Linked DNA regions of Sus scrofa: all the other regions are linked to region 3. A link is a contact called in public promoter capture Hi-C data. All regions are on one chromosome and are shown on one strand. Each heading gives the region's core, a stretch centred on a gene start, on an enhancer-like site or on the middle of the called end of the contact. The rest is flanking DNA. Distances are from core to core; before and after follow the strand shown. Region 1 holds the start of MIOS (meiosis regulator for oocyte development). Region 2 holds the start of RPA3 (replication protein A 14 kDa subunit). Region 3 holds the start of SDHAF3 (succinate dehydrogenase assembly factor 3, mitochondrial).

Evidence for each region. Promoter capture Hi-C pulls out the DNA fragments that hold promoters and counts their contacts.
Region 1: a promoter capture Hi-C map of liver shows a contact between it and region 3, with 4 times the contacts expected there. The contact joins the promoter of MIOS here to the promoter of SDHAF3 in region 3. A contact is called at or near these places in 1 of 5 promoter capture datasets (liver) and 1 of 2 datasets of contacts at active chromatin or transcription factors (alveolar macrophages).
Region 2: a promoter capture Hi-C map of fetal liver shows a contact between it and region 3, with 2.6 times the contacts expected there. The contact joins the promoter of RPA3 here to the promoter of SDHAF3 in region 3. A contact is called at or near these places in 1 of 5 promoter capture datasets (fetal liver) and 1 of 2 datasets of contacts at active chromatin or transcription factors (alveolar macrophages).

What each region holds. Positions count from the first base shown.
Region 1 is chr9:77,850,490-77,853,189 of Sscrofa11.1, reverse strand. MIOS (meiosis regulator for oocyte development) reads right to left here and starts at 1,369. Exons shown (of 12, transcript NM_001195353.1): 1 at 1,213-1,369; 2 at 160-238.
Region 2 is chr9:77,913,458-77,916,157 of Sscrofa11.1, reverse strand. It overlaps RPA3 (replication protein A 14 kDa subunit), which reads left to right and starts at 1,286. Exons shown (of 4, transcript XM_021102423.1): 1 at 1,286-1,573. The coding sequence starts at 1,475. It overlaps UMAD1 (UBAP1-MVB12-associated (UMA)-domain containing protein 1), which reads right to left and starts at 1,213. Exons shown (of 4, transcript XM_021102419.1): 1 at 1,076-1,213.
Region 3 is chr9:76,698,068-76,700,914 of Sscrofa11.1, reverse strand. It overlaps SDHAF3 (succinate dehydrogenase assembly factor 3, mitochondrial), which reads right to left and starts at 1,403. Exons shown (of 2, transcript XM_021063386.1): 1 at 1,162-1,403. The coding sequence starts at 1,335.

The sequences.
Region 1 (2,700 bases), core at 120-2,619, 1.2 Mb before region 3:
ACAATCTAATGAGTTCTTTCCATCAAAAATATGTCAGTATCACTAGGATTCCCTTCAACAGTCTTGGAAATAAATGTTTTCAAATGCTGGAGACACTGAAAAATTGGGGGTTAATGGCAAGCAATTTGCAGTCATTACAGCTTATATTTAGATCCTCACCTTCAAGTTTAACAAGTGTTTCTGAGCAAAAGAAAGCCATGCTGATTCTGTATTCCTCACCAGGACATCTCTAATAGCACTGTCCCAATAGAAACATAGTGTGAGCCATATAATTTAAAATATTCCAGTAGCCACATTGAAAAAAAAAAAAAAAAGAAATAGATTAAACAATATATTTAACCCAAAATATCAGAAACATCACCCTTTCAACATACAATCAAATCTAAAAATTATTAATGAGAAAATTACTTTTTGGGGGGTTTACCAGGTCTTAGAAATCCAAGCTCAACTCTTTCTGGCTGGCTACTGCACAGTGAAGATCTCTGTAACACTAAATGTACAAGGTAGCCAAACACCCTTTCACAAAATGCTGATGTCTTCAACTTTCCTTATTATGACAAATAACAACAGCAGTTTCAAGAAATGTCTCCCATCACCATCTTCAAGGAGATCCTCCGTATACCTTCATATTTTCCCTTAAAATACAGTTGTACAAAAGGCCTGCAAACGCAGTCCTTTGCTAAGTAACTGAGGAATGCTCGGGGCACATGTGAGAGGTTTTATCCTCTTATGGAATTTGCCTGACTCGTCCGTGCAGAGGACAGGGCTAACCAGGTGACCAGGCCCTTTAAGAAGTATTTAATACAGTACAACTAGAGAAAGGGGAGACTCTGCCGGAGAAGTCAGAAATCGGAGGGTGACTCCCACGCTCCAGACACCTGGCTGAGCCTCTCGTCTAGTGCGAGGACGCGGCCCCGCACAAATCCGCCACAGCCGAGGCTGCGGCGCGGACCCAGCACCCCCGGAGAAGGTTCCCGCGCGCCTCCGGGCCGTTTGCTGCTACAAGGCCCGGCCCGCAGCCGCCCGGCGCGGTTATACCGCAGCGCGGAACGTGACTACCCACGCCTCGGTTCCCAGGAAGCCCCCGGGTCTACCCCCGCCTGAGCTTTCAACTGGGCTTTGCTAGACGCCTCGCGGCCGCCCCACCCGAGCCCCTGACTCGGGCCTCGCGACCCCGAGAGCTGAGACGCGGCCCGGGCCGCACTCACCGACCTGGGAGGCAGCGCGGCAGCCGTACTGCCGCTTCCGGCCTGGTCACCGCCCCTCCCGCCGCGGGAGACCAGACGCCGGCAAGATGGCGGCCGCGGCCGGTAACCTGGGCCACCCTGCCGCTCTGCACGACCCGACCACCGCGCCTCGCGCGGACTCTCGGACGCCCCTGGGCCTCGGAAGGGGAGTTCCCCACCGAGAGCCCCGCCCAGGCTCCCGCCTACTCCTCGCCGGGAGTCGCCCCGCCCCGGGGCGGGGCTACTGCCCCAGAGGCTCCGCCTTACACCTGAGTTCTTGGGTCCGCCCCACGGGCCCCGCCCCACGGGCCCCGCCCCTGGAACCCGCTGGCCTACCGACGGGGACCTGGACTACCTCCGCCAGCCGCCTTATCGATTTCAAGAGCCTCAGACACTTTAGCTCATTTAATCAGTTTTAATTTACATTAAAAATTTATTGCGGGCAATTGATGCAGTAGAAAGTCCTGGGTATTTGGTTCACGATTGATTCACTCATTTACCCATTTCACAAACGCGTCCTGAATGCTTATTATGTACTTGGCAACGTGCTGGAATATTGGGGCATCGGAGTGACCAAAAAAGATATGTTCCAGAGTGAAACAGACAATTGGAGTGATGCCTACTTAGGGCTAAATCGGTGTCCCCTTAGTATTTGAGGTGTGTATATCAGGAATGCTTCCTTGAGGATAGCTAGGCCGAGACAATAACGACGATGAGATTAGCTGGGAAAGGGAACAAGGCAGAGAGGGTTGGAAGAGAGACTTCTAGAGTAGAGGAAGAGACAGTGCAGGGTCAGGAGGAAGGGCAGATAGCAGTGGAGGAACAGTGGAGTATGGACCAGTGAGCCGAGGAAGTGGGGACGGATTAGGATGATGTTTTAGAAAGGCATTTAGAAACCAGGTTAGTGAGTTTGGATGGACTTTTTCCTAAAGGCATTGGTGGACTCATTGAAGGTTTTTAACCAGAGGAGTGAAGTGATCAGTTTTTCTGAGAGAAAGCAGGGAGGGGAAAGGTAAATATCCAAATGACAGGTGACAATAACCCAGACTACCAGTGGTATGGAGATTAGGGAGGAAAAGAGGTGTGTGGCCTGGGGAATATTTAGAAGTTGGGATGAACAGAGCTTGATGACTGAGTGAGGGAGAAAGAGGATTCTAGGTTTCTGCTGCCATAATTGAAGGAATGGTGCTGGCACAGATGTTACAGATCTGACACAGAATTTCTTCAGGTGTCTGGCAATCTTTGCTTGTCTGTTCATGGTTAAAAGTGGGTGGTTTGCAGGGTTCCTGTTGTGGTTCAGTGGTAACGAACCTGACTAGTATCCATGAGGATGCGGGTTCGATCCTTGGCCTAAGTAGGTTAAGGATCTGGTGAGCTGTGGTGTAGGTCACAGACACGGCTCTGATCTGTGTTGCTGTGGCTGTGGTGTAAGCCAGCAGCTACATCTCCGATTCGACCCCTAGCCTGGGAACTT
Region 2 (2,700 bases), core at 37-2,536, 1.2 Mb before region 3:
TATGGGCGGGGAACTATCATTTGACTACAGTACAACAGATTTCCATCTTAAATTGCCCTGTGTCCTTAGTTTAAGGCAGATGCGGGACTAAACTGGAGACTCGAGCTAGGTACCTCAATGGCTTGGGCAAATTCATGAACTCGGTCTCCAAAAAAATAATAAAATCCCAGTGAATTTTTGTTCCCAATTTCTGGAGCACCGCTGGCATGTATTTTTATGAGCACTCATTCTGGAATATTCTGGCAAGGTAAATCCCGGCAAACAAAGCCCTGAAAATCAACAGACACTTGAGCCAGCAAAAGACAAGAATCCTCCCCAAATTTCCTTGAAACAAATTATCTTCCACACCTCCTGACCTCCCCTCCAGAGTCCTGGGTGTGGAAAGCAATGGAGGGAAAGATCAGCAGAGAGTTAAGAAGAGTCTGTCAATCACAAAGACAAAATTTGTCACCTGGAACCTTGCAATACATTCAGTTATCTAACACCCTCATTTTGCGGATGGGGAAATTAGGTCTCAAGAAGTAGCGCACCTGCTCAGGATCTAACAGCTATTTATATTCGTTTCCTCTACTACCCCAGTGGTCCTTTCCTCACTCAGTCCCAAATGTTTCAATTCGTTGCTAACACGGAGGTGAGAAAACCCACACCACAGTGTGGCCAAAAAGTTGGGGCTAAAAAGGGTCGTAGAGATAATCAAGTTAACCTCTTAGCTCACAGGTGGGGAAATTGACAATGGAAAGTGACGCAGCTGAGGCAATAAATCGCCGACCCTCTGCCACCGAGCAGGAGCTTCACAAAGGAGGCGAAAAATCACTGGCGACCCCACTTCCCGTCTCCAGGGAGGAAGGGTGTCAAAAAGAAATCCGATCCCTAGATTTCATTCAACAAGAACCTCGCGCTTCCCACGAAGAACCCGGAAAGAGGAGGCGGGGAAACGCGAATGGCCGGTGGCGCAGCAACGAGCATGCCACGGAGGCGGGGGACAAGTACCAAACTCCCGCCTCTCTCTTCCGCATCCGTTGGTGGGGAGAAAGAGCAACAGTAAGGCTGCGGCGACTCCCGCGATAAGAGGTACCTGAGGCTCGAGCCGCAGTCCCCCGCCGCACCGCACCGGAGCCTGACACCCTGCTTCCGGGGTTATGTTGCAGCTGGGGGGGACAAGATCAAGGGAGGAAGCCTTAGCCCCGCCCTATCCAAGCCCCGCCCCCGCCTACACTTCGCAGAGAGTCCAGGTAACTTCCGGGACGCTGTGCGTCACTAAGCAGCCGATCCCCACTTCCGGGCGCATCCTAGCCTTCTTCGCCGGCGGAGACAGCGGGACTGTGATCGAGATTTCCGCGCGTTTGATTGGCGGAGCGAGAGTGCTGGTCTCCGCGGATTGGTGCCGGGGAAATCCGCCCCGAAGACGTCTGCCGAGCTCAAGGTTTCAGTTGTCGGCTTGTTTCCCGCCATCTGTCGGTCCTGCATTGCAGTTATGGTGGACGTGATGGAGTTGCCCAAATCGCGCATCAACGCCAGCATGGTAACTCAGTTCATCGACCAGCCGGTCTGCTTCGTAGGGAGGCTGGAGAAGGTACGTGCGCTTGCTGCCCTGGGCTCCCCCTGGGGAAGGACCCCGTGACTGTCAGGGTGGAGGCTTCAGAGTGGCTAACAGAGTGAAGGAGGACGAAAAGCTTTGCAACATCACTGCTCTCCGACTGCTTTATTTCTCACAAGGGAATTTTTTTGCACACTTTTTATCCATTGCAGCCTTATTTTGGTGCTTCTCTTAAGGCGAGAAATAGGGAAGTCTTCGAATGCGCTGAGTTCTAAATTCTAGCGGCCCCCACCCTCGTTCTGTTTGTGTTTACATAAAGATTACAGACAGAACTCTCACATTTACTTTCAGATTTTTTTAGTTTAACCAGACTTGACAACTAAGCTAATTTTCTTGTTTACTTATGTTGTTAATTTCCTTTTTTCTCAAACCTCATTTTCTCGTTGAAGTCGCTTTCCTATAAACATTGTTTGATTGTCCTTTTCTGATCCAGCAGCATTCTGTTATCTCACACCTCTGTTAGAGGGCAGCCCCTCAGTCTGCTGGTAAGAAACAGGCCTGAAGTCTTAGAATCAGGGAACTGAGAAAGCTGAGGAAAAGAAAACTTTTATATAAAGTCTTATTTAGTGGTTTTAGCCATGTATCTTCCTGAAATAGCTGTATTCCAAAATTGGGAAAGAAACTGGGTAGGAATGGAGTGTGGTTACAAAATGCTCAAGGCCACAGTAAGTAGCACAGCTGGCATTCAAACCAGATCTGACTGCACTCTTTGCAGCTGTCTCACAGTAGAACCTAGGTCTTCTGACAACCAGTAGTTCTCTATTTATTCTTGCCTAATTTTTAAAAACATACCCTTTGGGAGATATGTACTCTTTAAATCATGGGTGCCAGTAGATCTCACTTTTAGATAGTATGGAGCCTCTTTAATTTGTTCTTAGCATAATGTTGCCAGATTTAGCAAATAAAAATATGGGACACATTTGTACTAAAAAGGAGGGGTTTTTTTTAATGAAATTCAGATTTAATTGAACATCCTTTGATCAGGTATAGTAACACAAGATAATTTGAACCAGTTAAACTTCAAATACAACTGTTTTGTGAGCATCAGTAAAGTAAGTATGGGTCAGTCTGCTCATCTTTTGGTCAAGCGTTTAATCTTTCAA
Region 3 (2,847 bases), core at 154-2,653:
ATCCAGTTCTTCTGATTCCAAGACCAAGTTAAACCATATTTAATGAAAGCAGTCTGCATTTTAAAAAATTCAACTTCCCTGGCTCTAGACAGGATTATTACATCCAATACACATGCTTTGCAGGCAAGTTCTAAATTTCATCACCGTCCTAAATGTCTCTCTTGCAAGCATCAATGATTCTACCATCAAAATTCTGTGAGTCAGTGAAAAACTTGTGTTCACCCTAACGTTCACACTTTGTTCACCCTGTGTTCACTCTTTGTAGCTTTTTTTCAAAAAACCGTCTTTAGTAGTCTTCTCTTTAACCATCAACTTTTTAGGCTGAAGAGTTGCTTACCTCGGTTCTTAAATCAACACTGCTTCATGCTTTCAAATACCTGAAACGTCGCCCTATTCGCCAATTCCATTCATTTCTTCTATTTGTACATCATACCTATGGTCAATCCTGAATGGTTCCCAATCCCACTAAACATTCGGAATGAAATACGATAAATATCTTCTGACATCACTAAAAAGGGGGAGGGGGAATCAAAGGGCTAATCCCCAATGCATGTGTCTCTAGATTTACTGCAATAATGCAGAGCAATTACAAAAATGACGTGACTTGAAACCAACTTTCACCTGACTTAACTCTGACTAGCTTTTCCGCCCACCGCTTGTAATCCTCTCACCCCAGTCTTATCTGATTTGTTATCAAAGCCCAACAAAGAGCGCTAAGATTTTAAAAGTAGTATGTATAGAAACAAGCCTCTAAAACACTGAAAACTAGTAATACCATAAATTTATCAAGGCGCTGGAGAAGACAAAAAACTGTTAAACGATAAACTCTATAAGCACTTGACGGCGACTTAATTTTATAAACTTCTCTTAACCCCTCCAGTGCCTGGCAAAGTTAAACTGACTTGGAGACGCTGATATAGCAAGATCTGCTACAGCTAAGAACCTGTGGGAAAAAGAGACCAGTTTGGGGTGTAACTTTGCGAAGTACTGTTTGAACGACTTTGCACTGTTTAATTTAAACGGAACAGCCTGCCGCCGTGTTCGAGCTTAAGGGGGCCCAGGGAAAACCAGCCAAGGACAGGCGTCTCTCCCAGAGACAAACAGGGACACCTCTGAGGAACCCCGAAGGTCTGGGGCGGAAAAAAGGGAGCAGTCACTTGCCTCCCATTCCTGCAAGAAACGCTGGGCCTCTTCAGAACCAACGGTCTTATGTCTCCTAAATTCGTCCTTCACATACTGGTCGCCAAGGGCTTTGAGGTCTGGGGGCAGAGACCGGTGCAGCAGCAAAATACGCCGATACAGAGCCCGAACTCGTGAAACGTGCCGCGCCGGCATAATCCCGCGCGTGGACCACAGACCGCGCCTGCGCAGATTGATGATGTGTGCCCGCCCACTTTACCAGCCGGGTATATTTGCAAATCGTGACGTAGGCGGAAGAAGGCGCGCGACCTTCATCCGATTTGGTCCTTTCTAATATTAGGACCTTCCGGAAACCGGAACTTCAGCTGCTGGGGGGAAATGGGCCGGCCCTTCTCTGGAAGAGGCGTGGCTTTCGTGGAGCGCCTGAGCTGCGATTGCTCAGGTGCTGAGTCAGGGCAGAGAGGCTGCCCACCCGCGGTCAGGCGTCTGCCGCTTGTTGTCTTTCACTCACGCCCCGTCATCTTTTCTATTCATCTTACACCATTCCCTCCTCATAAAGGCCTCAGGAAGCCTTCCATGGTTAGCTTAACCCACTTAAGATATCTTACGTTGTCCCTGCGTTCTTCGAAAGGGACAGAAATGGGAGTCATCTCTTTGTCCACGAGCCCACCACCCACGTACCTTGCTCGGTGTTGTGGTCCTAATTTGTACCCTGAAGCCCTGGTAACTCAAGTGAGACTTGAGGCAGCAGGTCAAGTTGTCTCAGGTCAAGATGGCTGTAGAAGAATCATTAGCATTTTAAATGTATTGTTTCTAAGGCTACCATCCTGGAAATTCTGATTAAGTATTTTGAGATGCAAATGTAGAATCAGGGCATTCACAAATCTCTACCTTTTACAAAGGCACTACTGAGAGTGTGACCAGTCAAAGTGGCAGCAGTTTGGCCTCATTCCCTCTCCCATCACACCTTTGGTCCTTCAGCAAACCCTGATGGCTCCACCAACACAGTGTATGTAGAATTCGACCATTTTTCACTACTCCCTCCACCATGAGTCTCTCCTTACCAGATACTGTAGTCGCTTTTGTCTTCTGCTCTGCCCTAATCAACTCTGATCATTTACCTAAACTGTAAATCAAATCATGTCACTCCTGCCTAGGATTTTCAACAGCCTCTGCTGCTGATGGTGTCCAGCTGCCTTGCTCGTTCCTGTAACTCTGATCACATCTTTTTACATAGCTTTTTATTACTATATTTCTAGCTTTAAAAAAAATCATGTCAATCTTCTGACCAATAAAATCCTTCAGTGGCTTCTCATCAGAGTAGAATCCAAAGTCTCTCCACTTCTTGGCTCTCTAAATTTTCTCCTACTGCTCTCTCCCGAGTTGGTCAACTTCAGCGCACTGGTCTTCAAGCCCCTAATTCATCTTTGAACAGGGCAGTTACACTCCTAAGGGCCTTGGTATTTGCTCTTACGACTGTTTGGAATGTTCTGCCTCATCGATCTTGGCTAACACCTTTATTTCACTCATCACTTTAGGTCTCCTTCTGATGAGACCCTTCTTGACAATGGTATTTGAAATTAGAGTATCATGCTCAGAACTTCCCAAGCTTTATTTTTCTCTATAACATGTACATATTTTACTTATTTGCTTATTGTCTGTCCCCCCAGCCCCCACTAGATTACAAATTCCATGAGGGCCAGAATT